Linked DNA regions of Rattus norvegicus: region 1 is linked to region 2. The links are chromatin contacts, called in public Hi-C maps. All regions are on one chromosome and are shown on one strand. Each heading gives the region's core, a stretch centred on a gene start, on an enhancer-like site or on the middle of the called end of the contact. The rest is flanking DNA. Distances are from core to core; before and after follow the strand shown. Region 1 overlaps Tmigd3 (transmembrane and immunoglobulin domain containing 3). Region 2 has its middle 25 kb from the start of Tmigd3.

The links. A called contact is a pair of places that touch in the nucleus more often than the background predicts.
Region 1: a contact with region 2 is called in a Hi-C map of psoas muscle, with 2.3 times the contacts expected there. The contact joins two enhancer-like sites.

Annotation. Positions count from the first base shown.
Region 1 is chr2:196,064,435-196,070,406 of GRCr8, reverse strand. The region is part of intron 1 of Tmigd3 (transmembrane and immunoglobulin domain containing 3); the gene reads right to left. It also overlaps the pseudogene Sub1-ps4. Among named protein-coding and RNA genes, the nearest start is that of Adora3, 9.6 kb to the left of the region's middle. Within about 2 kb of position 3,581, at least 63 of the 93 cell types and tissues checked have an H3K27ac peak or open chromatin away from gene starts, as enhancers often do.
Region 2 is chr2:195,998,617-196,005,396 of GRCr8, reverse strand. No RefSeq gene overlaps it. Among named protein-coding and RNA genes, the nearest start is that of Tmigd3, 25 kb to the left of the region's middle. Within about 2 kb of position 4,751, at least 27 of the 93 cell types and tissues checked have an H3K27ac peak or open chromatin away from gene starts, as enhancers often do.

The DNA of each region.
Region 1 (5,972 bases), core at 2,332-4,831, 66 kb before region 2:
TCTGCACTGGGAACCAGCCCAATCTGGTCTCCTGACTTAAGGACAGGGCTCTGCTACCATAAGATGTCTGCTGAAAGGAGGTCTCACTAGGTTGTGCATTGTTGGTCCTTCCCCTGTTACCCTCCAATCCCTAACCCATCCTCCTGTGGGGCACAGGACCCTCTGATTACTGTCCTGACCTTTTCAAGAGAGCATCCTTTCAAAGCCCATGACTTATGCAAACTTCTGTGAGCTTCTTCATATCCCAGCCCCCTCAATCCTGCCTCAGGCCTTCAATTACCCATCGTGGTATTTTTCACTCAAGTCTCTGAGGCTCATCCTCTGATTCCACACAGGTCAACTGTGGCTCCTGATGTCACTTTCAGTGACCTTTATGTAAACACCAACTAGACGGTGCTGGAACGAACCTGGGATAGAGCACCGCCAGTCGTAGATGATTATAGTGGGGTTGTGCCTTGGTCTGCTTCTTCTTAACCCACTCTACCCTTAAATGAGTTGGGTACATTCTCCGATATAGCAAGAAACCAGGAACCTCTACTACTTTGATGACATGTCTTCCCCACTTACTCCCTCTATCACGCGTGTGTGAACCCTGCCATGGGTCAGGCTCCGTCCTTGGTGTTTTATACCTGTCACTTACAATCACGTGCCAAACTTAGTCGAAAGTGCAGCTTACTCATTTCACAGACGAGGAAACCAAGGCCTTGTGAGAGGTGACTTTCCACCAGCAAGTGGTGGAACCAGGAACTGAACCCGCATTAGTTACTTCAGAACTACTGCATTAGTTCAGAATAGGCCAAATCAATTATACCAAACCTAAACTACCATTGGGCAGAAACTCTTCAGTATCCGAATGGGTGTGGGTGATCCATGGGTTGGGCCAGCTACTGAAACCAGGGTATTTTTTTTTTTGTCAGTTTTCTGGCTTCTGGCTTCTCCCATTAGGCTGCAGGGTAGTGGAGGGCAGCCAGCCGATCCTCCCTCAACCCTCTCCACCCCACACCCCTGCAGCTAGTCCATGGTCAGACAGCATAGGAAACAGCATCACTTACTGCAGTAGGGTTCTCCCCAACAACTTTGTTTCCCTTCGCTTTTCATTAAAGCTATTCTCATACAGACTCTCTCAGCATCTCCTCATGATTCAAGATGCTATATTGTTATTGCTTATACAGAAGTTTAAGAGGTCAATTTCCCTGAGGAGTCTACTTCTGGGAAGGATATTGCTTTTCTAAATACCTCTCCTGCTCTGTTCATCAGCTCAGTAGTATAAGTTGCTTCTGCAGGGGGCAGCCAAGAGACTCAGAGTGGGTCAGCCCAAGCCAGGCTTGTCTCGGCAACCATGGTTCACTTAAAAAAAGACTTTCTAGAAAAGCTACATGCACCATCTCAACTTCAGGCTCCTAATGTCCTTGTAAACTTATTTATTTTTTTTAAGTATGAGCGGCCAGAAGTCATCATCAGAACACTTGCAGCTGGAGTTACAAGGCATTCAGAACCACCTGGTGTGAGGGCTGGTGACTGAACTCGGGTCCTCTGAAAGAGCGGTGTCTTAAGGTTTCGATTGCGGGGGAAGAGACACCATGACCACGGCAACTCTTATAAGGAAAACATTTAATTGGGCTGGTTTACAGTTCAGTGGTTTTATCCATCATGGTGGGAAGCATGGCAGTATGCAGGCAGACATGGTGCTGGAATAGTAGCTGAAAGTTCTACATCTGGATCAGCAGGCAGCAGGAAGAGACCGTGAGTCACCGGGCCTGGCTTGAGCTTCTGAGACCTCAACTCCCCCCCCCCCCCATCCCCAATGACACATTTCCTCCAACAAAGCCACACCCACTCCAACAATGCCACACTTCCTAATAGTGCCACTCCCCTGTGAGCCTAAGGGGGCCATTTTTATTCAAACCATCCCAAGTGGCAATTGCTTTTAACCACTGAGTCAAACCTCCAGCCCTGGCTCTGGTATCTTAATTGTTATGCTCTGTTCTTTTTCTGTTCTTTTTTTTTTTTTTTTTTACGAGCACATGCTTTTGGGAAGAATGCAAGTCACAAATAAAGAGTACATAGAACGGGGTTGGGGATTTAGCTCAGTGGTAGAGCGCTTGCCTAGCAAGTGCAAGGCCCTGGGTTCGGTCCCCAGCTCCAGAAAAAAAAAAAAAAAAAAAAAAGAGTACATAGAACGGACATTGTTGTTGTTATTTCCTATGCACCATAGGAATCTGTGTAATTGTAAAAATAAAATATCCAGCCAGATACAGTACACATGCCTGTAATCCCAGAAGTTGGGAGGCTGGGACAGCTTGATCTCTGTGAATTCAAAGCCAGAGTGGACTGCCAAGGTTACAAAGTGAATCAAAACGTCACAAAGCTCTGTCATTTTAAGTGAGTGTCTTGGAGAGGACTCAATACAGAACTTGGGGTACTGATGCCCAGAAGTATCCGGGATGTTGCCATGGCCCTCACTGGCAGAACTCACTCGTTATTGTATGTACAGCCCTGTTCTCATTTTCCTGATTCTTCTGTAAGACCAGAACTGCTCTTGGCAGTTAGTGGCTTCACCTGGCCTGTTGCTAATCACTTTCCTTGTCACAAATCAATGTTCACCGTGAGATTTTAGGGCACACGTGTATTAGAAGCAGAACTGAACATGAGAGGAGGCTGGTGCCCAAAGTGGTTGGTTCAAGCTCAAAACTGGAATGTAATCAGGTTTCCTGGCATTGAGCTTCTTTCTCATTCTGGTGCCCACCTCACTGAACCCTCAGGTGGACACCCTAGGACCACCCACTCAAACAGTGACTCACGCATGTGTGCTTTGTGGCCAGTCTCCCTGTCCCGTCCATCCAGGCTTATGTACCCACCAGTCGCATCACCTCCTATTGGCAGCACCTTCAAGCCTGTGCCAGAATCCTCAGACTCAGTGCCTGCCGAGAGCCAGTCCCACTCCACTGCACAGTCCAGTCCGTGTGCACGCTTTGCTTTCTGCCTCCGGGTGTCAGGCCTGTCCCACTGTATTTATGCCCTGAGGCCCAGCCCGAGAAGAAATCAATATGGGCTGGCTGCCAGCGTGTGACTCAGAAGTTCAACGTGCCACGTCCTTCTCATTTTGTGAGCCCTGTTTCTAAGTGGATAACACTGGCCACATTGCCCAATCTTCCATGTCTTAAATTCCTCTTTGGGGAAGGAGGGAGATTATTCTCTGGGGCCTGAGTGAAGGGAAAAGGACCAAACGGCTGGAGCAGGGTCTGGCCCACTCTGGTAGTTACTAGAGTCCTGCACCCATGCTCAATGTGAACCTCATTGGCACCCAGCCAGCGTGAGGTGCTTGGCGGATGCCTAACCAACAGAAAGTATTTCCATACCTACGGACCCTCTGTGAACCGTGGGCTGTAGGCTTGCTGAGGACCGGAAGGCGGGAACTGTCTCGATTTGGCTTTCCTTGGTACCTATCTCTCATCTTTTGTTGAAGAAGCTTTTTGCTCCAAATCCTCTGTTGATTTTCCTAGCTTCAGAAACTGGACCCGAAGGCGATGGCAGGAAGGCGGTGACGCCTTCTCCTATCTTTTCTACTTGCCAGGAAGTGAGTAACTTGACAGCATGAAGAAGCTTGCGCCAGAGTTCAGCAAAATGACATCCCCCCCCCCCCCAACACACACACCCTTTGTGAGCCATGGAGAAGGCCAACCGTGGGGGAGGGGTGGGGGCTCTGACTGCAGGCAGTTCCTAGACAGGCAGGATGGAGGCCCCGCAGCTGCTGAGGCCTCTCGGTTGACGCAGGTGAAGCCTGGCTATCGCAAGAGCCAGCTCTATTCAGAACCACAGTCACAGTTTCTGTGTCTCACCTGTCACTCACTCTGGAGGGCCTGGCAGAGCGCTTGGCACTCTTCAGTGCTATAAAAAGGCCACCTTCTGGGCAGGGTGTGAAGGTTGATTATTATTATGGTCACCTCCTGCCAAAACAGCTACTTGACAAAAGTGAACCGCACAGCACACAACTTGAGATTTATTGCGCATTTATTGTGTTTGCTCTTGATCCCGAATACCAAACACCCTCTAACCTTTCATTAACGCTGGACTAGATCCTGATGGTGAAGGGGGCAAGGAACCAGAATGTTTTGTCCTCAGAGCCAGACTCTCTAGTCACTCCCGGGCCTTTAGGAGAATGCCTCTTTCTGACCTGGGCCCTCCAAGATGATTCAACTGACCCGTGCTGGGCCCTCCCAGAGGGAAGCCAGATAGATGCTGTTTCAGTGACCATGGTTGCAGCAGAGGCCAGCAGAAGTCTAGGTCACTGCAGATGGTCCCGTCACTGGTCCTTTCCACCCCCTACCCCATCTCTGTCTACCCATGACTGGGGCCTTTTGTGTCATCCTGAGGTTGGCACTCTCTCACTTCCTGACAAGAATGCTGGCTGTTGTTTCTGAGCAAATGGAACAAATGACTGACGAGAACCCCAAGCAATCTGCAAACTGGAAACATCTGCAGGGATGCAAGAGCAGCTGCTGGCTGGGTGGGGCTACAAGGAACTGCCGGAAGGCTGGCCTAAGGGGAGGTTGCTCCAGAAACCTACAGTCAAGCAGGGGACATGTCCTAGGAGAGGGAAAGTCAGTTTTCTTTAAGGGCACGGCCCCTGGAAGGTCAACCACACTACAGTGGGTGGATCCACACTCTAATATATGGACACTGAGGAGTAGACTCAATGGGTTATAAAAATACTTTTCTAAAGGGTATGAAATTAGGAGGGGTTGGGGGATGGGAGTACACTTGGGAGAAGTTAGGGGGAGGAGTAGGACATGAATATGATCAAATGCATTGTGTGTAAGGGTGTGTGTTTGTGAGTGTGTGTGTTTGTGAGCGTGTGTGTGAGTGTATGTGACTGTGAGTGTGTGACTATGTGTAAGTGTATGTGTGTGTATGTGTGTGTGACCCTCAAAGAATTAATAAACATTTTTAAAGGGCTACCTCACAATCCTCCTCGCCTTCCACTTACAGAAGATAAACTCTGCCATTCCCTAACCAAATCAAAGACGCCATGCTGTCGCTCTCCTAAATACCATTTAGATGTCAGATGTGGCAAAGCTGAAGTGGCTCTCATTTCACAGATGACAGGAAAGACCCAAAGAGGAAGCAGGTGCGGTGACTGCCCCACCCACGGCAAGTCAGTGAGGGTGCAGGTAGGAGGGACTCATGGTCATGCACACACAGCACCACGTCCCCTTCCTTAAAGGTTAAGTAGCTTGCCCAAGGCTTGGCTAGCAGCTGCCAGAGTCAGGTGACCCTAGGCATTCACATCTCTGACCACTGTGCCTGTCTGCCTGGAGCAGATCAATTAATCCAACTGCAACATTGAGAGTCGGATTTTCTTTAGTTCTACAGTAGCTGAAGTTGAGCGTCAGAAGCTTGAGCTCAACAGAAAGTTAGTGCAAAGCCAGCTCTTTGTCTGCAGGGGAGGAATCTCAAAAACCGAATATCTCTTGACACGGACTCTGAATTAGAAAGAATTTTCTAAGCGTCCCATGTGGGTTACTGTGGAAAGACACAGACTAGCTTATTCTGCCTGATTTCACAGGGGCTACTCAACCAAGACTCCTACCCACTAAGACCTGAGCTGTGTTCTCTTGGGCCTTGGCAAGATAGTGCTAATTTCTAAAGTATTCCCTCCCAGGCCTCAGCCTGCATGTATGATGAGCCAGAAAGAAATCTTTGAAATCAGAAGAGGGTGTGGCTCTGTGATGTGATAGGAGCTGGGGGACCATATCCATCTCCAGAGAAGACTAAGGAGGAGGCCCTTCCAGGACATGACCAGCCATTGAACAAGAAGCCACAGACCCGCATTATTGGGCACCAGCTGCACTTCAGGGTCTCTACTGTATACTGAAGTCTAGAGGAAGTAAAAGGGATCAGCAGGAACTCTGAGGAGGCCATCCCCCATCCCCAAGAGCCACAGTGATCTCCACTCACCTCCTTTGTTATGG
Region 2 (6,780 bases), core at 3,502-6,001:
TCTTCTGGAAAAGCAGCAATCTTTATTGCCGAGCCATTTCTCCAGCTGACCTCCACCCCACTTTCAAGCAGAGTCTTAAGGCTGGTCTGGAACTTGCTATGTAGACAAGGTGGGCCTGGAACTCACAGAGATCCACTTCCCTCCGTCTTCCGAGTGCTGGAATCAAAGGCATGTGCCTCCAAGTCTCAATCTGTACCCAGCATTGGCCTGGATTCATGTTGGTCCTCCTTCATCAGTCTCCTGAGTTCTGGGGGTGTAGATACCTGAATAAAGAACTTTTTCAACGGGAAAAATGCCGTCCAGACTGTGAAACTCCAAGGTCACGTAGATTATCCAATGCTATCTTACATTACACGCTTACACAAGTAGCCTTGATTTATTCTGCTCTCAGACCGCTTCTTCCTTGATCTTTTCAACTTTTTACAGTGTTCCACCCTGGCTTACTGGGCTGCATGTGTCTGCATAGCCACCAGACATGCAGATTCACAAGCTCAGTCTTGAGGGGACCATTGAGCTGCTGCTAATCTGCGTTTCCTGCCTCTCTTCCCAGGTGCTCACGTATCCATCTCTGCTCTTGCCTCAAGCCCTCAACACAGCCACCTTCAGGTTCAGCAAATCGACTTACTTCCTGTTTCATAAGAAAATTACTGCTACTCAGTTAGCTCCCTGAACTACCTTGCCAGCTCCTACACATGCTGCAGAATTCTTTCCTTCCCTCTTTGTCTCTTGGACTATGCCTATGTCTAAGAAGGTCTCGTTCTATGAACTGATCCCTGGACTCTTTTCCTCCAACTTCTCCCATTGCTTGGTGTTTCCTGGCAATAAATATTCCAATCTCTACTCTCATTAAAATCCAGTTAGGCAAAATGGTGCATGCCTTTGAGCCTAGCACTCAGGAGACAGAGGCAGGTGGATCTCTGTGAGTTCTAACTCAGTCTGGTCTACAGAGAGAGCTCCAGAACAGTTGGAACTATGTAGAGAAACCCTGTCTCTTAAAAATAAAAGTAAATTGCTGGCCTCCACTCTCCTAGCTCTAGTTGCTTCTCCTTCAATGTCTCTGCCCCTTATAGCTGTCTGCATGCTCACCCCCAACCCACTCAAAAGGCTGCAACAATCTGTGAAATGTGCCCTTTTGCTGATAAAGTTGTTCTCCAAGTTCACTAATTACCTCTGCCTGACCTCATTCTCCCTGAATGACCTTTCATTTTCATTTTAGTTAGAACTTTAGAAACTTCCTCCTTGACATTTCTTTCCTTTTGGCTCTTTCTCCACTTTTCATGTATTTCTCTGTGTACATGTGAATGTGTGTATGTGTGTATGCATGCATTATGATGTGTGTACATATGGTATCTATGCTTCTTATGTGTGACTGTGTGCCCACCCTCAGGCGCAAATGCATGTGGAGGTCAGAGGTTAACCCTGGGTGTCTTTCCTTTATTTTTTGAGAAAAGACCTTTCACTTAGCCTGAAGCTCATTTATTAAGCTATGCTTGCTCACAAATGAACTTTGGGGTGTTGCCTGTCCATACCAGACCATGCTGGGCTGACAGGCTCCACACCCGAACACCAGCTTTTTGCATGTATTCTGAAGTTCCAAACTCAGGTCCTTGTGCTTGAGAGGTAGACGCATTACCAACTGAGCTGACTTGCTGGCCTCGCTTTATTCTTTGGCGAGATCCTTTGCTTTCAGCTTTTGGTGCTGCCTGGCCTGTTTACGGGCTTTCTTTTTTATTTATGGGCTTCCTTTGGTGACATCCTATCAAACAAACTAATTCTGCATATCACCTATACCTTCAGGTCATTGTGTCCAACCAAAAACTCTTTCTACATCAACGATAACAAGTATCAGGTTAAACAGATCATCTTTGCCCGTCACCCTGCTACTCTTTGTGCAAGGTTCTCAGCATCACTGTCCACACAAGCAGTAAGTTGGAAATGCATCCATTCCCTTGGATTCACCGCCCTCTCCCTGACAAATCTGATCGAATGAACACTCAGGTGTCAGACTCTGTGACCTATGATCTCTGGATCCATTCTCATTGCTCTAGAAATCACCTGGCCACTGGCAGAGTGTGTCAGGTGGGGTAGGGAAGAAGCAATTAGAAGAGCGCTTTGAGGCAAGTGACAGTGGATAAAGTCCTCAGTTAAGGAGCAGCAATGAGAAAAGCTAAGGATGTTTCTTCTATAAGTACAATGATAATATCCAATGTGAATTTAATTTCAGAAAATGTTTCTCTCCATACATTGAAATGACCAATATTTTTCCTTCTTCAAGGAAATTGTGAATTTGAGATAATTGTGTTGTGAGATAAGTTTGAAACAAATGTTAATTCTGATTCATTGCTAGATTTTATTTTCCCTAGTTTTATTTAGGACTTTAGCATCTGCATTAAATGAGAGATGGGTCTATAACTTTTCTTCTTTTTCCTTTGGTACCAAGAGTCTACCAGTATCATACGAAAAATTGTGGTCATTCTCTCTGCTTCTTTATGTGATGGAGTAAATTTATAAAACTGTGGGGAACTTTTTCCTAGGCATTCGGCTGCATTTAATTACAGATTTCTTAGGCCCTTGAATGCTTTGTTTTTATTTATTTTGTTTTGTAGTTAGATCTTAAGTTACCAGTACAACTGCTTAAAAATAGCCGTAGTTCTTAAATTAGATTTTCTATTTCTTCTTGAGTCCATTTTGGTAAGTTTCATTTTTCTAAGGAACTGGGTATTTCATGTAATTTACCTGTGTGAAGTTTATAACCTTCTTATTTTATAAATTCTATTATATATACGTGTGTGTATAATGCTTTTCCTTTTTAATTCATCTCAATTTTATTAGTCTTTTATGTGCCAACCTTTGTTTGCTTGACAGCTTCTATTATAACGTATTTTGATTTTATTTGAATTTGGACTTCTCTTGTTACTGCCTCCCTCTGCCTTCCTCTGTGCTCGCTGTTATCCCTTTATCTTGGGCTCAATACTTACCTCTTCAATCTCTGATTTTCTTTTATTTTCTAAAGAATCTTCTTCAGTAGAACCTGGAAACATATTTTTATTTGTTATTTGCCACTGTACACATTTTCTAATTTTAGTTATGATTTGTTTCTTCATTTGTCAATTATGATGATACCTGAAGCTACTTAGCATTGTGCTTTGTTGACAGAGACAGGTAGATCTCTGTGAGTTCAAGGCCAGTCTGGCTTATCCCTGGAAGGGATTCCAGGCCAGCCAAGGCTACAAAATGAGGCCCAGTGTAAAAATAAAATAAAACAAAATAAATCCAGGTATTTTGGTTTTGTGCTGAAGTTCTTTTGTTCCCCCTGAGTTTTGAACCTAGAGCTTTGTGATCTAAACACGCCCTCTACCACTGCGCTCTATTTCTAGCCCATGATTTACTCCTAAGGTTATTTGAAAGTGATCTTTTTTAATTTTTAAAGGCATGGTGTTATTATTTTTATCAATTAAAAGGATATGATCTGCCTGGTACTAATGTCTTGTTGCCTGGACTGTAAAGGCATGAGCCATCAAAAGCCTAGATCTTCCTTCTGGTCCACCAAATTCTTGGCTTCATTTGCACCCTGCTTTGTGTTTCACTTTCCAGTAAAGCGGTTCCTTTTAGCAGCTTTATGTACTCTCTACATCGTGAACATCCCAGCCTCATAAGAAGGAAGCAAGAGCCCCAAGTCAATAACCTCAAAATTCAGCATAAGCTGCCTCCAATAGCTCCTTCCTCTCGGAATTCAAGAGTTCAGCTGAATTCTGGAATCACTTCTCAGAAGCAGCCTCTAGCCCCATGCCCCAGCTTTGGACCTGACCAGAGCTCTAGCATTAGTATTTGGGAGAATATTTGTCTGATAGAAGAATGCATAATTAGAAAGGAATTGATATCCCCAGTGGGTTCGCATTCATTTTGCAAGCCTTAAACTGCCATCAGATGACAAATATCACAAATAATAATTCAATATTTGTTCCAAAGAGACTGGAGCTAGAACAAGGCAGGTTTGCAGCAGAAGCACCATGAATGGTCCATTCCTAAGGAGAGTGATTTTTACTATATATTCTGAAGCCTTTCAAATGTATACTCCAAATCCTTCTGGAGGACCTGACCTGTCGTTTCTAGGTTTTGTTTGCTTTGTGGTTGCTAGGAATTGGACCTAAGGCAAACTAGACAAGCACTCTACTATTGAGCTGTAAACTCCGGTCCCTACTGTTCAGGATGGAATCAGTATCTGCCTGTTCCAAACAGCAGCCACTCCATACCAGCGCCAGTCTACAGAACGCGTCTAGATGGATGAGCTAAAGGAACATACACATTTTGGAAGCAGGGGTCAGAGAGTAGGGCGAATGGTCAGATTGTGTGCTGTTAGGCAGTGCTTAACTGTCCTGTAATTGTGCCTTCCACCCTGTTCTTGGCCAAGTCAACACAGCTTGGGTGTGGTTACTTAAAAATATTCCCAAGGAGCAATGACGCTTCCCCTGGATTCCTGAACACATCATTTCTGTTGTTGAGAACTTGGGGCTGCGTGTCCAGGCCTCTCAATGAAGTTTTAATCAAAGCCCTGCTTCCTTTCCATTGTTGCTTTTGGAGTGGCCTTGCTCGGAGTGCTGGCATTGACAACAGCACCTCCGTTGACCTTTTCCACAGCAGTCCTTGAATTTCTGCCCCACCCCCTCCCATCTGCTGGCCCTACTTCCTCTCCTCTCTATTTTGGCACCATTGGGAGTGGCTCTTCTCAGTAAAGTGGCTGAAGAGTAATGAACCCAAAATACCTAAGTGGCAAATGAGTCACCGTGCTTCCACAGCTGGCTGTGTGGTGGGTAAATAGCAGAGAGGAGGTGACTGCAGGCAGGGGTGGGGGCGGTAGGGGTGACTGACAGCAGGCTGAGGGGGTGGAGGGGGCAAAGAACTGGGTTGGCCTGCATAGGTGAGATCAGCGCTGTGGCCTATCACACCCTGACTGACTCAAGCTAAGCCCAGGCCCCTTGGGAACTGCTAATACTGGGCTGTCTAGTAAATCTCAGCTGGACAAGGCATTCACTGATAACCTTCTTCTGCGTCCAACTTCTGAGTCTTGGAGTTTGGAATTCTCTAAGTTGCTACAAGGCTGCTAAGCCAAAATGGTATTTCTCCAGGCCAGCCCATTCTTAGATTTATGGTATCTTAGTATCAAGAATTGGGACCAAATTTAATTTCTTTTGCATTGTTTTGTTTGCTGAGCTTTTAAAAATGACTATCTTCCCCTCTCTCCCTCTCTCTCTCCCTCCTCTCCCTCCACGCCTGTGTGTGTGTGTGTGTGTGTGTGTGTGTGTGTGTGTGTGTCACATATGTGAAGGTCAGAGGAGAACTTCTGTAAGGTGAGCCTCTCCTTCTACCCTGTGGGTTCTGGGGACTAAAGTCAGGTAGAGAAGATAAGCAGGAAATGCCTTTACCTGCTGAGCCATCCCACAAGCCCTCGAGCCCTCGCTGAGCTTTCTAGAATGTAGCTTTTGCCTAAACCTTTAACTTGAAGTTAACGGTGCAGTTGAGATGCTACTGAGACATCTGCTGAGTGCTGCCTCATCAGGATCAGCTTCGCCTCTGAGAACCGCGTGCCTGTCCTGGTGACTCAGGAGATGATTCCTGTTTCTTGTGTTTCTAAACAGAAAAAGAGTGGAGTGGGGTAAGCCCTGAGTTCTTGTCTAATGGTCTGGTTTCGTGGAGACCAGCATACAGGGTCACTCTGCTTCTATAAGAGCTAAGACATCACAACAAGAGAAAAGGAAGGAGGGAGGGAGGGAGGGAGGGAGCAAAAAAGTACCTGTGCACGGAACTAGGGCTAAGAAGCATACGGGACTCTTATTGTGATATGACTACAAGAAGAATTTTGAAAACAAAAAGAAACTTTAGAATGTCCTCTGAGAAAGGTGATATTAGATCATGGGGAAGACAGGATCTGATCACCAGCTGTCTGCCTTCTCCTTTAGCGCAAAACCAGGAACTTCAGGGGCTAACTTTAAAACAGAGACAAAGTTAGGTGATTCAGTGCTGTTCTGCTTGACTTGCCCCTGCAGTGGGGGCTGGTGTCAGTCTAATGCTTATCTCCTGTCCCTCTCCCACCCCTATCCCGCATAAGTGGAAAACCAGATGCCACGACTTGGAAGGAGAAACCTTAATCTCACCTGAGAGTGGGAAGACATAAGGCCACATGATTTAACAACTAAAATGAAAGCAACTCCTCGAGATACACAAACAAACAAACAAACAAACAAACAAACAAACAAACAAACATAAAAGCAGACCCCAGATTTGATTGAGGCATAATTTCTGGTTCCTGTTTAGTTTCTGAAAACTGCTTCCTTTTGCACACCAACTAGAGACCAGTTGAAAATTCTCCTGGGAAATGAATGGTTCATTTGAATCATCTTGGGAAAGTCTATTTTTCCCATTGGAGATCTTCATTTAAAAATGCTTTTCCAAACTAAACAATTCACACTTGCAATGAAACTACAACAGGACCCTGCAATAGGACCCTTCCCAAAATTAACTATACTTTCAAGCCTCATGCATGACTTTTTTTTTCTTTTTTGAGACCAGGTTTTGCTACATATCCCGGGGTGTCTTGAAACTTGCTACCTCTGGTCTTGACCTCAATAATCCACCTGCCTCTGCTGAGACTAAAGACACTTGCCATCACACCTGGCCACACACTAACATTTTATGGATATTTCCTTCTGGTCTTTCCATGGGCACAGACTTAGTCATTTGACACAGTTAAACTCATTTCTAAATGCATGAAATTATATACCA